3 separate regions of the Ovis aries genome follow, and regions 2 and 3 are each linked to region 1. The links are chromatin contacts, called in public Hi-C maps. All regions are on one chromosome and are shown on one strand. The core of a region is the stretch at or near the end of the contact, and the rest is flanking DNA. Distances in the headings are between cores, read along the strand shown.

Region 1 (2,914 bases), core at 269-2,768:
TGACAGTCTCCAAAAAAACGTGTTTAAGGAGGAATATTAAGGCAGAAAGTCAGCCCTCTTCAGCATCAAGTCTGCGAAGCCCCAGGGAGGTGAGGTGGCTGCAGGTCCCATCATGACGCGCTGAGTCCCACCCTGTGTCCACGCCCTCGGGGATCCTGGTGCCCAAAACAGTGCTGGGCTTGGGGAAAGAACGTACAGGTGTCCTTAATAAATAAGGGGCTCAAGGAGCGGATTAATGGGTGCCTCATGGGCCCCAAGTCCCGGGGCGGGGGTGGGGTGGGTACAGGGCAGCAGCCATGGAAAATGGCTACAGGGCCAGGGGTCACTCACCTTGGCCAGGCCCGCCCGGTGGGCCCCCTGGGACTCAATGTAGGCCACATATTTGTTGAAGTCCTTGAACTCCTCCATGGTTGGGCGGAACGTCATGATCTTACAGCTTGGGTTCTGGGCCCCATGATCCTCAGACCCCATGGCTGCGGCGGGGGGATGGCCACACCTGTGAAGAGACAGAGGACGTCAGCACCACCATTGCCAGCCGGCCCCCTGGCCCCCACAAGGGCCCAAAGCACCCTACCCAAGGACAGAGGCTGTGCAGCTGAATGGGGCCCAGGGGAGCCAGGGCTGCTTCATCTCCCACACAAAAGACCAAATGACTTCAATTAATTACAAAGAGAGATGACTCGTCCTAAGAGCCCCTGCGATGCTGGAGGCCTGAGCCCCCATTTCAAACAAGGGGCCCTGGAAATAAAAATCTTTTCATATCAGGGCCATGTCCAGATTCACTGACATTGATCATGGAGCTGGAATCCAGGGGCAGCGGCATGGGGCAGACTGGAAAAGGGAGTAAGGTCATATGTGTGTGTTTCCTGAATAGGGAAGCCCTCCTCAGGCAGGGCCACCATGGGCAAGGAGGCAAGCAGGCAAGCAGCGCCTGGGTCCCTCAAGCAATGGGCCAGCTGCTGTCAGGGAGCCCAGGCCCCAGCGACCCATGCAAGCGACCCACAGGCTGCACAAGGCAGGACCCGAAACCAGGAGAGCAGAGCCCCATCACCCCGGGCTACAGCCAAGCCTGGACCACGTGGCATAGAGGGGGAGAGTCAGTGGGGTGGGAGGACCTCCTCCAGGTGACAAGGCTGCAGGCTAGAGAGGCCCATCCTGTTTTGAGAGTCACAGGGACCAGCAGGGAGGCTGTGGCCCATTCTAGTCAGGGAGACACTTGAGGGATACACAAAGGGGGAGGGTCCCTGTTGGCAGATTAAATTCTCCGAAGAAGAGAAAACCAGACTCGCTCCAGGATGTGGACAAGGTAGGAACCCCAGTGCACGCACACCCAGAACTCAGAGGAAAACTCACCAAGCCCACACTCCCACAAAGTGAGTAGGGGCGGGGGGGGGGGGGGGGGGGTGAGAAGGGCAGGACTCCTGCCTGTCTGGAAAGTGGCAGGCGGTGTCCATTCACCAAGTCACAGCCACCAGCTCTCCAAATACACTCCCCACAGTGGGCACTAGAGGGCACCACAGGCCCAGGAACAGCCGCCAAGCCAGGCAGCTCCTTGGAACCAGGCTGGGCCCTGGGCCACCCCACGCTACACTTGGGCGTACAGGGCAGGGGCGGGGGCGGCAGGCAAGGCCCCGCTGTGACGGTCACACTCACGGCTGGCAGAACTGGTACAGGCTCTGGGGGTCCTGGCACACACAGGGTCACCACTGTATCACCAAGCGGGGAGCCCACCCTTCCTCAGGGACTGCCCCCCATCCCTGCCCCACATTGTTGGTGGGAGATGAGCCCAAGCAGGACACCTGTCTCCCCTCAAGACCAGCCTGTCCTGCGCAGGGTGGGGTGGCCCCAGGGTCCTGCCCACCCAAGCGCCCTCCACTTTCCCATCAAGGGGCGGGGATGCGAGCAGGTGGAGCTTCCTACAGCTGCACCCAGCAAGAGCCCCGGCTTCTCCACCCGCCACCGCCATGTAGGTTCAGCTCAGCAGGGAGGCGAGTGTGAGGTTTTTCCTCTTATTCGTGCCCTTTGCAATGAAGCTTTCAGTAAGTAAATATGAAAAAGAAAATTAAAACAGTTTATAATCCCAATACTCCATAACCCGTGGCACGTTTCTTTAAAGGAGGGCAAATGAAAATCAAACACGTGCTTACTTAAAAAGATAACAAAAGGAATCTGACTGAAATCCAGCCCTGGGCCAACCTTCTGGGAACACAGGGGGACCGAGGACCCCCCATGAGGGAACTCACAGAACAGTCCAGAAAGACGGACACACTCTTGACCAGACCATGCCGTGGCAAGACAAGCGGGGTTCTAACGACTCAGTCGTGAACAGACAAGCAGCACAATTAAACAGTGGGCAAAGGACTCGAACAGACATTTTTCCAAAGAGACACAGATGGCCAATAAGCGCATGGAAAGATGCTCGAGGCGGTCAGCCACCAGGGAAAAGCAAATGGAAACCACAGAGAGATACACCTTGCCCTCAGCAGCCAGAGTGAGAAAGCAGGTAATGACAAGGGCAGGCGAGGAGGCGCAGAAACAGGAAGCCCGACTCCCAGCTGGCCTGCCGCTGGGGAAAACAGCCCGGCAGTTCCCCGAAGTTAAATGTGGCACTGACCGCACAAGTCAGCAATCCTACCACTAAGTACCCACCCAAGAAACATCTGTCCACACAAAAACTTATACACAGATGTCCACAGCAGCACGACTCACAGCAGCCAAAAGTTGGAAGCACCTCGAGTGTCCATCAGCAAATGAAGGTACACAAACCAAGCCCCTCCACTCAGCGGCACGTTGGGAGCGTGGCTCAGCCACGGAATGAAAGGAAGCCCTGACACCTGCCACAGTGGGATGGAGCAGACCCAGAAGGGCCCCAGAGGCCAAGGTCGGGTTTCTGTAGGGAGCGATGGAAACGTTC
Region 2 (3,023 bases), core at 266-2,765, 73 kb after region 1:
CCACAGCACAACCCGGATCTGCACCCCGGGAGGAAGCCTGCATGTAACTGCCACACCTCAGCCAGCGGGACAGTTCCCACTAACCGTTTGGTAAATAAAGTTCTACCAGGACTCAAATTAGGACATGCCCACTCCTTTGGGCTCTGGATCTATTCCTGGCTTCAATGGCAGAGGTGAGTGGACAGACTGCCCAGCCGCAAATGGTTTCCACTGGGTCCTTAACAGAGTTTGCTAAACCCCAACCTGAAGGGTGTGTCTCCAGCTGCGGGGAGGGTGTTAGAGGGAGAAGGAAGGAAGGGACCTTCCCTCCTGTAGCCAGAAGGACAGGTCTCAGCAAGGGGCTGTCCAATTTACCGCATGACTCTGTCCTTTGGGAAAAGGGGCAGACCTTCAGAGAAGGCCCAGCAGGGCAGGGCCATCTGGCGGGGCACTGCGACAAGAGTGACCCTCAGAAGGCCACTCCCAGGATGCCATTTCACCTGATCCTTCAGACAGCCCTCCTATAGTAAATCACCGATTAAATAATTAGTTCTCGTCTCAGCTGGGAGCAACTTTGCCCCCAGGGGGTAATTGGCAATGTCTGGGGACCCTGTGGACTTTATGACTCGGGGGGGATAAGGGGGTGCTCCTGGCTTCAAGTGAGCGGGACCGAGATGCTGCTCCACTCCGCATACTGCTGGGGGATGAATCCCCCATGGAGGACGATCAGGCCCTGACGTCAGCAGTGCCCAAGGGGAGGTCCTGCACTAAATGATTTATCGCCCCTTTACTGTGAACCAGGAGGGAAGCTCAGCCCCCACCGCGCATCCGTGACCTCACTGAATCCCACCAAGTACATGTTGTGAGCCCACAGTTAGCCGCATCTGACTGCACAGCACAGACTGTCCCCGGCCAGAAAAACTGGTGAGGCACTTGGGACAATTAGGCCCAAGCATTGCGCCTGAGCACCATTAGCAGCACCATCAATGACAGCTATTGTGATTTTTCTGGGCAGCCAAAAAAAAAGACAAAGAAAGAAGCACCAGACGCCTCTCACCCTTGCCCAGGCTGGGCCAGCCGCCCGGGGTCCCTTCCCCCATCCAGCTCTCTGCATTTCCGCCAATCAAACGACATAACCGCCAACCTATTCAGCCTAAGCTAGCTCGCCACGGGACCCTCCCATATCCTGAAGACAGACTCTGCTTGGTTCTGCTTTATTGGCTCGAGTGACCTTACCGCAGACTTGGGACTGCATGCAACGCCCTGTTTCTTTAAAAAAAAGCGGGGGAGGGAAGGAATCTCGGACACTCTCTAGAACGTTCTATTAAAACAACAGCTCTCTCACACCCGCTGGAGGCTGCACGGCCTCCTACGGTGATTAGCCCAGTCTGTTTGCAGACCTAACTTGCTTCAAGGTGTCTTTGTGCCCCACTCGCCTGGCACTGTCCACACCTCCCTGAGACCGGGCCACTTCCTGGTCGCGCAACCCTGGGGAAATTGCATCACTCTGAGGCCTGGCTTCCTCACCCGGAAGACAGAACTGACTACGCATTGGCCCAGTTGAGCATGGGGAAAGGGATGAACAGCGGTTAGAGGAGGTTACTCAGGAACAAGGAACCTTCTGAGATCTTCAAAAGCGGCACTATGAGAAGACAGACAGACAAACAAACCTAAGGATTAAAGGTACACTGCTTATCATCAGGCTTTAAAACTCACACAGGCAATACCAAGACTTTGGTATGGATCAGTTGCCATGTTGCCCATGCAGGAAGAGAGGGGTTTGGTTACACGAATGTACGCATTGGTCAACATGCCAAACCATCTGCTTAGGATGTATTTCTCACTGTATGCAAATTTCCTCAGAAGAAACAGGAGCTACAAACAAACACTGTACTTAAGGACTGGCCGGCTGGAGGGTCTACTGGTGACATGAACTGGAACTTTCTCTGCAATGCATCTCCCAAAATAAGATGGGCTGGTGGACGGACAGAGGCAAAGACAGCTGTGTGATGTCAGCGATAAAAGCCACGGGTAGGTGTTTAGGCGTTCATGGCTCTTTCGACTTCTCTGCATGTTTTTGAATGTAAAAATTAAAGTGCATGGCGCCCAAGCCCACAGCAGGCATTCAGAAATAGTCACTGCCTTCAATGTAAGGATTCGATCCTATCTGCCTTTGCATGATGCCACGAACTGTTTAGCCCGTGCCCATGGGAGGTCTTCAGAAATTCAGCAGAAGGACCTTTTGCTGAACACAAAGACTGGGGGGCAAACTGTAATTAGTATGGACGTCCCCAAAAATGAGCCTCTGTTGGAGGTAGCAGCAAAGAGGCTCCGCTCCCCAGAGACCGCATCCCAGGGAAGCGCCACTCCCAGCCCTGCCTTTTCTCCAGCCGCACAGTGCACATGACCACAGTGAGTAAGTTCCCCAGCTTCCCTTCCCCAAGCGGGGCACGTTAACTCAGATTGTTAAGACATTCGAGTCCTCATATCTCCCACAGGAAGGAGGCGAGAGGTCTCAGAGGGCTCCTTGAGCCCAAGAAATTAATCATCAGGTCTCATTTCCAGGAGACAGGCAGGATCCTCCCAGCCCCTAAAAAAAAAAAAAAAAAAAAAAAAACTCCTGGCCAGGCGGACAGCATCTATTTTTCAATTTAAACACCAGATGGCGGCAGCATCCAGTTTAAGACATGACAACAACAAAGTCAGAGCCCAAAGGAACACTTTTATTCCTGGGTAGTCTCTATACCGAGGTCACCGAGGTCCCTACAGGCCACTCGCCTTCCAAGGTGGCCCCAGCAGACAGGAAGGACACTTTCCGTGGGACCATCTTCTCCCACTCAGGGACACCCCAACATAGCCTGGCCTGCGGTCCCCTCTGAAGACACCAAGAATGAAAACTCCCAGGGGTGTCACTAGAGAAAGCATCTCCAAAGTGGGCAGCTGATAAAGCCAAGGGGTGGGGGGCATTTTCAAGGGCTACAGGGGGCTGTGGTGGGGAATCTCGAAGAAAGGGAACAGGGCCAGCTGAGCCCACGCAAAGCACA
Region 3 (2,700 bases), core at 19-2,518, 110 kb after region 1:
AGCATCATTCCTTCCAAAGAAATCCCAGGGCTGATCTCCTTCAGAGTGGACTGGTTGGATCTCCTTGCAGTCCAAGGGACTCTCAAGAGTCTTCTCCAACACCACAGTTCAAAAGCATCAATTCTTTGGCACTCGGCTTTCTTTATAGTCCAACTCTCACATCCATACATGGCCACTGGAAAAACCGTAGCCTTGACTAGATGGACCTTTGCTGGCAAAGTAATGTCTCTGCTTTTGAATATGCTGTCTAGGTTGGTCATAACTTTTCTTCCAAGGAGTAAGCGTCTTTTAATTTCATGGCTGCAATCACCATCTACGGTGATTTTGGAGCCCCCCAAAATAAAGTCTGACACTTGTGTCCACTGTTTTCCCATCTATTTCCCATGAAGTGATGGAACCAGATGCCATGATCTTAGTTTTCTGAATGTTGAGCTTTAAGCCAACTTTTTCACTCTCCACTTTCACTTTCATCAAGAGGCTTTTGAGTTCCTCTTCACTTTCTGCCATGAGGGTGGTGTCATCTGCATATCTGAGGTGATTGATACTTCTCCCAGCAATCTTGATTTAAGCTTGTGCTTCTTCCAGTCCAGCGTTTCTCATGATAGAAGTTTCTCTGCATAGAAGTTAAATAAGCAGGGTGACAGTAGACAGCCTTGACGTACTCCTTTTCCTATTTGGAACCAGTCTGTTGTTCCATGTTCAGTTCTAACTGTTGCTTCCCGACCTGCATACAGATTTCTCAAGAGGCAGGTCAGGTGGTCTGGTATTCCCTCGGCTTACTCAGCTGTAAAATGAGGTGATAAAGGGACACCAAGTGTTGTGAGGACTGAGTGGCACGATACAGGTCAGGGCAAGTTGCTCATAATGCTAGATGGGGCCGGCTCCATCACCCTTGTTCGGAGGGGTCGGGATGGAGTGGTGGCGCCTGACAGAAGGAGGCCTCACGCAATGATCTCTGAGTTCTCACAGCCTCGATTGGGTAAGGAAAGGGGACCCTAGGATCATCTCCCATCGCCCAGTTCCCAGGGTCCCAGACGGGGAAGGGGCTCTCCTGGGCTGGCTCCGGGGTCGTACGGGTGTTGCCAGCTGGGTGTACAGTTGGGAGGGCGCCCTAGTTCAGCCTTTCCTGGACTTCACTTGTGGCTCCAACGTCCCAAGCCGGGCGAGGGGCGTGGCCTGGCGGCAGGCGGCTCCCAACAAGATTGGTCCTCCGACCCGTCACTCCCGGGCGCCCGCCCCCAAATATAAACGCTGGTCTTGGTCCGGCCCAGGACGGTTTTGGAGCTGGCTTTGAAGTAGTGGCGGCTGTGCCCTGGACGTCCCGCTGACCGCGGTGAGAGGCCAGGGGCCCCGATTGAGGTGGGGGCAGGGTCCGCTGAGTCCTGGGGTGCCCTAAGGGAGGTAGGGACAGGGAGGGCCTTCCTGGGGACTCTGCTTGTCTCCGCGGCCTGGAGAGGGGTCAGCCTGGACTGAGCACTCTTCCCTCCTCAGAGAAATTAAACTTCTGGAACAGGCTTCGACGTTCAGACTTTCTTCTCTCAATATCTAGGACTTTGGCGGGGGGGGAGGTGCACGAAAGAACACCCTAGAAGTGGCAGCATGGGGCGGGGGTCCAAGTTCCCCGTCCCAAACCACATCCTCCTGCATTGCTGACGCACTTTGGAGACAAGCCGTAGCCCATTCCGCGTAGAAATTCCCCCCCAACCCCGACCAGGGGAGCAATCCCTCTGCCTAGCAAAGCCCCTTCCTCTCCAAATGGTTTTGCCGCCTGGGGACTTGGCCCCTCCCTTGCCCTCCTTCTGGCACCCCAGCTGACTCTGGGAGGGTCTGGGGCCAATCCCGCCCCCTTTTCCTGAGTGGTGTGGCCAGTGGATTGCACAAAGTGGCGGTGGGAAGGCCTACCCTTTATCTGAGTCCTTGGGACGTTTGTAAAACCAGAGCCAAGGCTTGGGTTCCTTCTCGGGAGAACTCTGGAAGTTGGATCTTAGCATATCCTGGCTGCAGTTGGACAGCTGCGTGACTCCAGTTTCAGCCAGTTCTTGCTCTCACAGCTGAGGCCCGCTGCAGGCAGGTTGCTGACCCCCAAGGACTTTTATGGGGCAGGGGGGTGTGATATCTGCAATGGCCGTCCTTGGTTAAACCGATTCCAGAGGGACTGGATGTACAAAACGGATGGGAGGGAGGACCTGTGTGCCGTCCAGCTGAACTCAGACTCTGGGGAGGATGAGGGGGAGAACAGGAGTCAGGTGATGATCACCCGGGTGGATGTGCCTTCTCTCCCCACTTCCCCTGTGGGGGACCTTTGTACCAAGCAGAAGCTCAATCCTGGCTGGTTTCACCAGTTTCTGTGTGGAAGACAGAGTGGTGTGAAATGGATCCGTTTCCTGAGCGCCTGCTACATGCCAGGTCCCAAGCTAAGTGCGCACGCGCAATCTCTCCTCCAATCCGCAGGGACTCTGTGCTAGGAATGGTTACCTCCATTTCATAGATGTGGGAAGTGAGGCTCCAAGAACGGGTGTTGCCTTCCTAAGCTCCCACAGCCAGCAAGTTGCAGAGCTGGGATTAGAACCCAGTTTGGACACCAGAACTGGTGCTCTCAAAACATGGGTTTGCCGGGTTCCACTCTTGTGTGTGCACGCTAAGTCGCTTCAGTCACGTCCAACTCTTTGTGACCCCATGGACTGTAGCCTGTCAGGCTCC

The links. A called contact is a pair of places that touch in the nucleus more often than the background predicts.
Region 2: a Hi-C map of hypothalamus shows a contact between it and region 1, with 4 times the contacts expected there. The contact joins the promoter of ARRDC5 here to the enhancer-like site in region 1. A contact is called at or near these places in 4 of 16 Hi-C or Micro-C datasets (blood, hypothalamus, muscle and 1 more).
Region 3: a Hi-C map of muscle shows a contact between it and region 1, with 5 times the contacts expected there. The contact joins the promoter of PLIN3 here to the enhancer-like site in region 1. A contact is called at or near these places in 10 of 16 Hi-C or Micro-C datasets (blood, hypothalamus, liver and 4 more).

What each region holds. Positions count from the first base shown.
Region 1 is chr5:16,996,528-16,999,441 of ARS-UI_Ramb_v3.0, forward strand. It overlaps KDM4B (lysine demethylase 4B), which reads right to left. Exons shown (of 23, transcript XM_042250113.1): 2 at 331-496. The coding sequence starts at 471. Among named protein-coding and RNA genes, the nearest start is that of KDM4B, 34 kb to the right of the region's middle. Within about 2 kb of position 1,519, at least 13 of the 54 cell types and tissues checked have an H3K27ac peak or open chromatin away from gene starts, as enhancers often do. A contact at or near this core is called in hypothalamus and muscle, where this site is marked.
Region 2 is chr5:17,069,684-17,072,706 of ARS-UI_Ramb_v3.0, forward strand. ARRDC5 (arrestin domain containing 5) reads left to right here and starts at 1,516. Exons shown (of 5, transcript XM_015095879.4): 1 at 1,516-2,010. The region is part of intron 2 of UHRF1 (ubiquitin like with PHD and ring finger domains 1); the gene reads right to left.
Region 3 is chr5:17,108,605-17,111,304 of ARS-UI_Ramb_v3.0, forward strand. PLIN3 (perilipin 3) reads left to right here and starts at 1,269. Exons shown (of 7, transcript XM_042250118.1): 1 at 1,269-1,333.